Linked DNA regions of Sus scrofa: region 2 is linked to region 1. A link is a contact called in public HiChIP or PLAC-seq data. All regions are on one chromosome and are shown on one strand. Each heading gives the region's core, a stretch centred on a gene start, on an enhancer-like site or on the middle of the called end of the contact. The rest is flanking DNA. Distances are from core to core; before and after follow the strand shown. Region 1 overlaps LOC106509541 (a long non-coding RNA gene). Region 2 overlaps LOC102158243 (a long non-coding RNA gene).

What was found. HiChIP or PLAC-seq counts read pairs in DNA pulled down with a chosen protein or histone mark.
Region 2: a contact with region 1 is called in an H3K27ac HiChIP or PLAC-seq map of skeletal muscle. The contact joins two enhancer-like sites. A contact is called at or near these places in 3 of 47 Hi-C or Micro-C datasets (fetal heart ventricle, heart right ventricle and skeletal muscle) and 1 of 2 datasets of contacts at active chromatin or transcription factors (skeletal muscle).

What each region holds. Positions count from the first base shown.
Region 1 is chr2:128,306,554-128,311,697 of Sscrofa11.1, reverse strand. It overlaps LOC106509541 (a long non-coding RNA gene), which reads right to left. Exons shown (of 3, transcript XR_001307170.2): 1 at 2,787-5,144; 2 at 1-30. Among named protein-coding and RNA genes, the nearest start is that of ZNF608, 150 kb to the right of the region's middle. Within about 2 kb of position 2,582, at least 11 of the 83 cell types and tissues checked have an H3K27ac peak or open chromatin away from gene starts, as enhancers often do. A contact at or near this core is called in skeletal muscle, where this site is marked.
Region 2 is chr2:128,536,010-128,541,153 of Sscrofa11.1, reverse strand. The region is part of intron 10 of LOC102158243 (a long non-coding RNA gene); the gene reads left to right. Among named protein-coding and RNA genes, the nearest start is that of ZNF608, 380 kb to the right of the region's middle. Within about 2 kb of position 3,178, at least 3 of the 83 cell types and tissues checked have an H3K27ac peak or open chromatin away from gene starts, as enhancers often do. A contact at or near this core is called in skeletal muscle, where this site is marked.

The DNA.
Region 1 (5,144 bases), core at 1,333-3,832:
TCCCAAGAAGCAGGCAAGATAACATATTCTCTGTAAACATAATGAAGTTAATGATTCACAGGACAATTAAATAGCTTTCCGAAACCTTATCAGTGTAGAGATAAAGTAGACCAAGACAATAACTGTATTTTAATCATGCCTACCATTCAGAACACTGTGTCTAAAAGCCAGCTCCCTGCAGCCGCTCACTGATATTTCCGTGGAAGAAGGCGGGGTGAGGGGGGTTGTCAACAGTTCATATTTCAGTTTTATATTTGGAAAGAGATCTTTTTCAAAATGCCTCTTTTTTTTTTAAATGTTTAGCAAAGGAGAGTTTAAAAACCAAGACAACATTCTTTTTCATTGAATTCATAAAAAGTGTCATTGTTTAATTTGCATTTTTAAATGCAAAAATAAAACACCAAGCCTTAGCAGAGAGAGCGATACCATCACCTGAGATTTTAGCTGTTGAATCTGCAAACGTGGTCATGGTTTAAATGAAAGAATTGCTTATTTACTGTTTGCGAATACTTTCCCAAGACAGTACAGACAAAGTGAAAAGCAACTACAGTAGGAAAGAGGAACCATATATATGCAATGACATGGCAACCTTTCTAACCTTTGAATTAGAATACAACCTTTTGATTTGTATTCCCAAAGCAATGAAGGATCTGGCTATTAAATTAAAATCACTGTTATACACAACTTGTCCTAGCTGAAAAGTCATATAGCAAATTGTGTTTTCAAATGAAGAGAGGCACCAAATTCTAATGGACCCCTGTCTGCACTAAATTTCCAATATTACGAAAGTATCCATCAGAAAAAAATAAGAATGACCCCCGTCCATGCCACCCAGAGCAATCCACAGATTCAGTGCAAGATGTCAATGGCCTCTTTCACAGAAATAGAGCAAACATTCCTGAAAGGTATAGGGAACCACAAAAAAGCCCATATAACCAAAATGATCTTGAGAAAGATGGCCGGAGGCATTACACTCACTGATTTCAAATTATATTACAAGGCTATAGTAATCAAAATAGTATGATTTTGGCACAAAAATAGATATCTAGATTAATGGAACAGAACAGAGAACCCCGGGGGGGGGGGGAGGGAGTCATGCCTATATGGTCAATTAATCTATAACAAAGGAGTCAAGAATATACAATGGATAAAGGACATTTTCTTCAATACATTGTGTTGGGAAAACTGGGCAGCCACATGCAAAAGAATGAAACTGTACCACTCTCTTAGACCATACACAAGAACTAACTCAAAATGGATTAAAGACTTGAACAAAAGACCTAAAACCATAAACTTCTAGAAGAAAACATGGGCGGTCAGCTCCTCGATATCAGTCTTGGGGATGATTTTTTGGCTCTGACTCCAAAATCAGAAATAAACAACCCGGCAGATACCAAAACCAAAAAACATCTGCACAGCAAAGAAAACCATCAATGAAATGAGAAGACAACCTATGGACTAGAAGAAAGTACTTGCAAATTGTATATTGGATAAGGGGCTAATAGCTAAAATATGTAAAGAGCTGATACAGTTCAACAGCAGCAAGAACAAAACCAACCAATTAAAATAGGGGCCAGGAAACTGAAGAGATATTTTTCCAAAGAAGACATAGTATATGAAAAGATGCTCAGCATCACTAATCATCAGGGAAGTACAAATCAAAACCACAATGAGATATCACCTCACGCTGTTAGAATGGCTGTGAAATAACAAGTGTTGGCAAGGATGTAGAGAAAAGGGAATCCTTGTGTACTGTGGGTGGGAATGAAAATTGGTGCAGCCACTGTGGAAAACAGTATGGAGGTGCCTCAAAAAACTAAAAATGGAATTACCATATAACCCAGCAATTCTGCTTCTGGGTATTTATCCAAAGATAAATGAAAACATTAACTGGAAAAGATAAATGCACACCCATGTTAACTGCAGCATTATTTCCAATATGTGTGACATGGAAACAGCCTAAGTATCCATTGATGGATGAATGGATAAAAAAATATGAGATACATAGATACAAACATACACATACATACATATATCATATATATGTGTATACATATACACACATATGTATGTAATTCAGCCATAAAAAAGAATAAAATAATATCATTTGTGAAGCTATGGAATGACCTTGAGAGCATTACACTAGGTGAAATAAGTCAGACAAATACTGTATAATCACACTTATATGTGGCATCTTTAAAAAAAAAAAAAAAAGCTCATTGGTACAAAGAACAGATTAGTGGTTGCCAGGGGCAGGGGTGGAGGTTAAGCAAACGAGTAAAAGGAGTTGCTAAAAGAATCAATCGTAAAAGTTTTCATCATACACAAAAAAATGGTAACCCTGTACAAGGATGGATATTAACTAGACTTACTGTGATCATTTCATAATATATATCGAATCATGATGTTGTACACCTGACACTAATATAATGTTCTGTCCATTATAGCTCATTAAAAAAAAAAAAAATCAAATGCCCCACATTGCCTGGCTCCTCTGGAACACTGCTGCTGGGCTGTAACTGACCATGCCGAGAGGCAACTGCCCAAGCCTTTGACATCGTCACTTGAACCATTCACGTCAGCTCTGTGTGTTACTGATTTAGCGTTTTGCGCCTGCACTGGGCTGATCTAAACGACTGAGTCAGTGACTGCATCCAGGCAATTTGAGAAAAGTAGTAAACACAGCAGCTTCATTGCTGAGATCCCAGGGGTGCCCTCCCAGACCCAGTAGGAAAACCTCTGCTGAGACTCGCAGGCGGCGATTTGGCTCCCCATCTGGATTTTACCTCTGCCGAAAAATGCCACCAGGAAAACCTTTCCCCTTCCCACTGCTCTGCAGGTTTTGGCAATGGATGGCTCCTTTGCCCTACGGGTGCAGTGTTGGCCTTCTTGAGCCAGAAGAGCACAGTCTGAAAATAGAAACAGGGGCTGTTTTGTGGCCATTGAATAGGAAGGCTAATAATAGCATTGCTTCATTGTTTGGCAAGGACTTCAGGCTACCCCAGCCAAGGAGCAGCACACTCTGCAGTAACCAAATCATAAAATTTCTCCAGGGAATGGTGCAGCTTTTCAGAACATGTTTTATATTCTGGGATTGCTCGGGAAGGAAATAGTTGAGAAGTTGTTTTGACATAAGTGTGGTTTGTTTCCAATTTGAAGGCAGAGGGAGGGGCTGGAGAGATGAGCCAGGAGGTCAGTCGCAGAAGGGATGCAAAAAAAAAAAAAAAAACGTGTCGTTAAGGAGTTCCTGACAGGTGGTGAGAGGGCTGTAGCTCTGGAGCCCAGGCCTGGCGGGGTGTCTGTCCCCGTTGGGTTCCCAGTGTGCTCTCAGCATCGCCTTTCACACTCCTGTAATGTTTATTTCTGTTGAACTTAAAGGATGACCTTTTCCAAACTGCAGTACATTGTTGACCCACATGCATTTCTGAGACCTAATTTCCCTGAATGCCTTCCTTGTTCCTGCCGAAGAGAACTCTGTTCGAGAAAATAGGAAGAGGCTGAGGATAAAGAGCGTTGGCATGGAAATCTTTGAGGCATTGAATCCTGCCTGCTATTAATAATTTAGAAGTGTTTTTAATGCCCTGATAGGGAAGGAAGGTTTTTTTTTGACACCAAAGGCATCTAAATATTAATTTCAGAGGAATTGGTTGTTACAAGCAGTTAACATCCATTTTGTTAGTTGACCTCCTGAGGAAGGTTAATGCACTAAAATCTGGTCATTAAGTATAGTAACAAATGTTTTTTCAGGGAGGTTATTACTATCATAAACTCTAATCCATGGTTCACAGGCAGCAGCCTCTAGTGCAGTGCTCTGACTAATGAAGAATTAACTATTTCTGAGCAGTTAATAAAGATTTTTTCCCCCCACCAATCAACATACTCTACATGATCCTTATAATTACTAAAAGCATTAAGCTCTGGGTATGAGTTGCCTGCATGTCAGACCGGAATTCTGTTCTGAGTAAATGACAAATGGCAAACCTAATCCCATTCCACTTAATTTTTTTTTTCCCCGAACATGTTCACTGAAATAAGAAATAATGGAATTCCTAAGTATGAGAAAAAGATGGTCCAGTACAAAGCATTTGCTAAATGAGAATTGATGAGGTCTTTAGTCATATTTTATTGTGATGGAAGATTTTATGCTGTGCTTTAGTTCTTGCTAGAATTGAGAAGTTAATTGGCTACAAACAGGGCCTCTTTGCCCATTGGTTTGTTTTATTTTGTTTTTCCTGGATTAAAGAGCGTGCATTCTACAGGAACGCAGGAGGCAGAGGCTTGTATGAGAAACACTCATACCTACCTCCTCACCATAAGAGGGAAAAGGTACAACCTAACCTTTCTAAAAAGCCTCAGGGCAGTGTTTTGCTTTTCAATGGAAAGGTCGTCCAGAATTAATTAAAGTCACTTTCCTGCTGAGGACAGAGCATTTGGCTTTACTTTGAAGGCTCAAAGAAAGTTGCTCACACCAATTTCTTAGAGACCCGAATTTAAAGCAGCACAGCCAGTCCAGGGGGCAGCCTTTAAGAAGAAGTAAGCTTTCGGAATCAAAAGTCTGAACAGCTAATACACTGAGGCTTTAGGTGCCCCTGAGTTGGCAGTGTAAAATTAAAAAAAAAAAAAAAAAAAGAATGGCTTACTTTTCCCTGGGCCAAGTAGGATCAGCCTCCACATTGACATAGGCCCTTTCCCCTCCTTATTTTAACTTCAACTAAATCCTGGCCTTGAGACGGGTGCCCCTCCCCCCCCCACCATTGAACAGAGAGGGAGGGGAAACCACACTTAGCCAGAATGAAAGGGACATTGTCTTTTGGAAAAGTACCTGTATTTTGGAAGGGTTTGCATCGCACACAAAAGCTTAAAAGGGGTCCAGTACACTGCTGGCAGCTCACCATCTCAAAATATTCTTGTGGAAGATTTGGTACATTGTACCCAGCTAAGGAACCAGTAGGGCTGGATTATCTGCACATCTTAGGACTTTACGCACCCTTCATGTGTTTGGTACTTGGCTTGAAAATAACTGCCATTAGTTTCCCACTTTCTGGTGATGGCTGATGATGGAACATTTCTGGGCCTCAGTTTCCCCTATCTGTAAAATTTTATTATAATATTTACTTTGGGGAATAGCTGGAAAGACGAGGGAT
Region 2 (5,144 bases), core at 1,929-4,428, 230 kb before region 1:
TGAAAACAGAGAGAGGGGGCTCAGCCGGGGACAGGGGAAGAAGGAGGGAGTTGGGGTGGGGTGAGGGGGACCATGGACACAGTTTGAGAGAGAAAAAGGGAGGGGAGAAAGGCAGAGAGAGTGAGGAAGGCTGTTACCAATACGAGGAGCCTTATCCCCCACCCACTCAGCCTCATCAGGATTTCTTGCATCCTTATGCACCTGGCAGTTTCCCACCACAGCATTGCATTTTGTGCGGTACTCCTCATCTTACACAAAAAAAGTGAAGGAACACATTTTTTTTGTTGTTGTTGGTCTTTTTGCTATTTCTTGGGCCGCTCCCGCGGCGTATGGAGGTTCCCAGGCTAGGGGTCGAATCGGAGCTGTAGCCACTGGCCTACGCCAGAGCCACAGCAACGCAGGATCCAAGCTGCATCTGTGACCTACACCACAGCTCATGGCAAGGCCAGATCGTTAACCCACTGAGCAAGGGCAGGGATCAAACCCGCAACCTCTTGGTTCCTAGTCGGGTTCGTTAACCACTGTGCCATGACGGGAACTCCAGAACACATATTTTTGAAACAAATGTTTTGTGATACTGGGAGACACACGACTCCAATTTTCACAATGTTGTGAGTTGTAATCGCACGTTTCATAATAAACTAACTGGCCTTTCTCCCCTTATTCCAGCCTTTATCCAAGATGCCACTTTGCTTTGAGGCCAAATTACCTGTCGCATTGCGGAACAGTTTGGGTCCATGGGAGGAAATGCCATCTCTGAGTGCAGGGCATTAAGTAATTATTCCTAGGCCATTCTTTCACTGAGACGAACATTTGTTGAATAGCTACTTTTCATAGCAAACTATATGAGAGCATGTACTTCTTTAAATAAAATATTTCCCCAAAGTCCATAATTGGTGGCAGTGGTGCTTGACCTTTCTTTGGGAAATGGACCCTTTGGGAATTTAATTTTGTAAAAATAGGAATCCTCTTTCAAAAGGCACAGAAGCCTTGCTACCAAAATGTGCAGTAGTCCTGACTTTCTTTTACTAAGGCAAAACAGAAAAGCAATCTTTATGCAAATTTGTATTTTATGTGGCCCACTTTTCATTTCTCATGCAAATATTTATGGCTACTTCCTAAATTTCATTTAAATCAATCCAAAACGTGCCCAATCATGCCAATTTAAATTTTATGCAAAAGCAAATTTCAATAAAAAGCCAGCCAAAGTTGCCTTTAAATAGACATTGAAAATGTGGAATGGTTTTTGATGGGGTCATGTGCGTGCCTCTTTTGAGCCTCTAACTTTAGCCCTTTGTTTTGAAGGCAAGTCTTAAAAACCCTGACTCAAAAACATTATGTAGATGCCAGGAAAGAGAAGCAGGGTTTCCATAGCTCTGTTTGCCAGACAAAGGGAGACTTATATTAAAGAATTCTGGTATGTTCCATGCTACGTTATTTCCCTCATCTGCTTAGTTAATAAAACGATTTTTGGCAAGCTCTGAATCACCAACCTTGTCAATGTCACAGCATCATTATTGTTACAGGGAAAGCAGAATAAAAGAATCTATGAGGTCAGAGAGTGAGTCTGAATCATTTTCCACTAGACCTCTTACCGTGCTGATACAGAAGGCAGTGTGTCACAAGGGCTCGGGGAAACTTCTTCTTCACCTTAAAAGAATTAGCATTTCATATGCAGACAAATAACCAGGTGCTCTCTCTGTACTTAGATAGCCAGATTTTTCTTCTCCTGGAAGTTTCACGTGACCAGGCACCAAGCACAATACCTAGAACACAGGAGGCATTTAATTGGTATATGTTGAAAACTTGTGAAAGAGCATAACAGGATTCTAGTTGTTAGATCTTATCCATATGTTTTTAGTTTCTAATTTTAAATAATTTGTTGGGCATTAAGCCTCCAGAGGAGTAAAAATGCATGGCACACTTTGGGAGAGAAATGATTTAAAAACTTGGGAAATTCTGTGCACTCAACTGTAGATAACCATGCAGTTGAGATATATAAAAGTTTGCAGAACATGAGGGGCTGTTTAACACAGCTTCCCAGCTTTCAAAGCTCACTGTCTCAAATTTTGCATTTGGCCTGGGAGATGTAAATTCAACTCATACACACATTATCTCCAGGTCTCTTCCTGGGACCCTCGCCTCTGCCATGCACGTAGGAACATCTTCTTCTTGGCCTCTTTAAATCACACATGATTGAGGCTTTCTCAGCTCAGAACATTGCTTTCCTTTCTTTTCAGTATACAGAGAAACTAGTGAGAATAAAAGTAACATTTACCCTGAACAAAGACATGGATGGTGCTTGAACGTGACCAGTACATCCAAACCCTGGGATGAAAACCTTGAATGGTCCACTTGCCCTTGTGTGTTCCAGGCTGAAAAGATGACAAGTCTTGGTCTAGCAAAGCCTCTTAGGAATATTTTAATTATTCCATGAAACATCTGATAGAAACATGTAAACATCCTCATAAACTCCAAACTGGGACTGGAAGTCCTAGGAAAATGTAAGTCCTATTGTAAGAGGACTGGATGATCTTCTTCAGTCCCAGATATAGCTGACGGAGTATCTTTCTTCTGTGATTGCAGAAAATACCCTGAAAAATTACCGTGAGAAAACACGTGCCTGACTTAGCCTGTCGTCTTTCTCCAAACAGTACCCCAGCTGAGCAGTATTCTTATGCCATGCCAAGGCACCCTTGTCAGGTGCCCATAAGAAAGGTGCCAGTTGCTTGTCCAGTGAACTGAAGCCAAGTGGTAAAAAGCAAACCAGACTACAGTAGGGGAAAAGCTGATGCTTGGTTGAGGTGGGGTTATCACTGAAGCCCCTCAAAGTGGCATTTGCATGAGTTACCCAGGATGTTAAATATGGTGATCTTAATTTTATCTAAAATATCAAAAATATTTTCTTTTTCAATGAGAGGACACAGTAGGTAATTTTTAATGTGTCTTCCAAAAAAAAAAATGGGATAAAATGATACCATTGAAATACTTCTAGAAGAAGATGGAAACAGCTCTCCATTCTCTTCTGATATTTCTTTTGTAACCAACTCTGTACCATGTTAGTGATTTGCATATAACAGCCCCTCGGCACAAATTAAAGGGAACAAGGTCCCATCGCAGCTAATAAACTCACTCTAACAAGTCCCTCAACTTTGCCTGGTCACAGTGCTCAGCGGGATTGCCATATGTGGAACTGGATTGCAAGATAAAAATAGCACTGTTTGGTGCTTTCAAACCCATACAACTCTATATATTGTCTCTTTGGAAATAAATTTTGTTTAATGGCCAGTGATTATCACCTCTCTAGCTTGCTATAATACCAGTTTTGGTGGTGGTGTTTTTTTTTATAATCACTAGTGTTATCTGTATTTTGGAAGAAGAGCTGCAATTAAACATATTTTGAACAGAAGAGGAAAAGACAGCAGGGCTCTTTTGGCGTCAGTTCACAAAGCCTATCATTCCAAAACATTGCTGGTTTTACACTGATATCATCAACCAATGTCAGCACAGCTGAGGTGACTGTGCTAATTAACTGTCCTGCTGAACCAGCTGAGAAAGCTTGTATAAACTCCATGGGAATATGAGCTGTTAAAACGAAATTCTATCCTGTAGAGCTAGGGACCAAACCCAAAAATAGAATCAGAACACAGAACAGTTGCCCTTCACCATCAGGTGATAACATCATCAGCCTAAAATGTTAGGCAATCGAGTTGAATACAAAGCTGTTAGGACAGAATAAAAATTAATCCTATATACAGAGTTCAAGATATCCTCCCACCTCTTGTTTACAACAAAGCTTTTGAGATGAGCCGCCCGCATGCATCTCCAAAGAGAGAAAGCTCGCCCCCTCCAAGTCTCCAAGGAATTGCTTGAGGTATGTACAGCCAGGCAGGAGAGAGGACAGTTGTCCTGGGAATGTGATGAAATAGGAAGTGTCATGCCGTCTAGACAGTAAAGGTGAAAGGCTCAAGAGAGTGCGTGTAACATGGCACATGGATAAGAAAGATTTGCCCTGATTTAAGAGGACAAGAGGCTACAAGGAGCTTCAGGGTATCAAGGAGTAGGAGAGAGAGCTTTATAAAAGTTCCTGTGGACTCTGTGCCCCTACCACCACCACAAAAATAAATCTGGCAGAAATGGATAAAGGGGATATAAATCAGTCTATCAATCTGCAGGTACTTCAATTTAGGCCCAACATGTCATAAGTATTAGAGGGGAAACCAGAAGTCTTTTAGGCCATCACCCTTGAAAGGTCATCATTTGAGTTCAAGAAATCAAGAATAGAGAAAGAGCACATGGTTTAATGAAAACTGAAAATCACTGTTTTCAGGTCATGGGGAAAATATTATTTACCTCTAACCATGTCATCAATGAAGAGAGGACAGGAAAAGGAATGTGGGGAGATAATCACAAGTTCAATATTAAAACTTCTTGAAATGCAGTGGGCTGGCTTCAGATTATCCTTTAATTAAACACATGGAAATCTTACCCCATCTTTATTGTCTCCATCACAAAGAGAACCAGTGTTACACCAACAGAGAGTTGCCCTAGAGAAAGATTCTTATATATTGAACTTCATAGAAGAGTGGTCCTAGTGGAATCTCTTAACTAGTAATAGCAGATTGTATATTTGGATGTGAGAGGTATAACCAATTCAAGACAAATAAGTCATTTTATTAGTTAGCTCAGTCCAGTTTATATTTTCTTTAAAGATAGGCCTATAATCATCAAAACTGTTTGATACAGTATGGATTTAAGAATTTAGTGAGAAAAGGACTACAGTTTTCCCTAAAGGTTCCTTTTGGTTTGTATTTTGTACATTTATAAGGATTTCTATATGGGAATGAACAGCACAGGACCCGTCATGATGGATTCTTGGTTCATTAGGCATGCTTTATTTTAGGAGTGGTAGAACTTGGTCAACACTCAGGCTACCAAATAATAATAAACAGGAAATAAAGATATAATAAAAATGAGACTCTTGATTGGGCTGTACCTCTCTAGATACATTAGACCATCATGGGCGCCGTGGAGTTGTAGATCAGTAAGCCTATATCGAGACTGTGGGGAGTTACCATTGTGGCTCAGCAGTAATGAACCTGACAAGTATCCATGAGGATGCAGGTTTGATCCCTGGCCTTGCT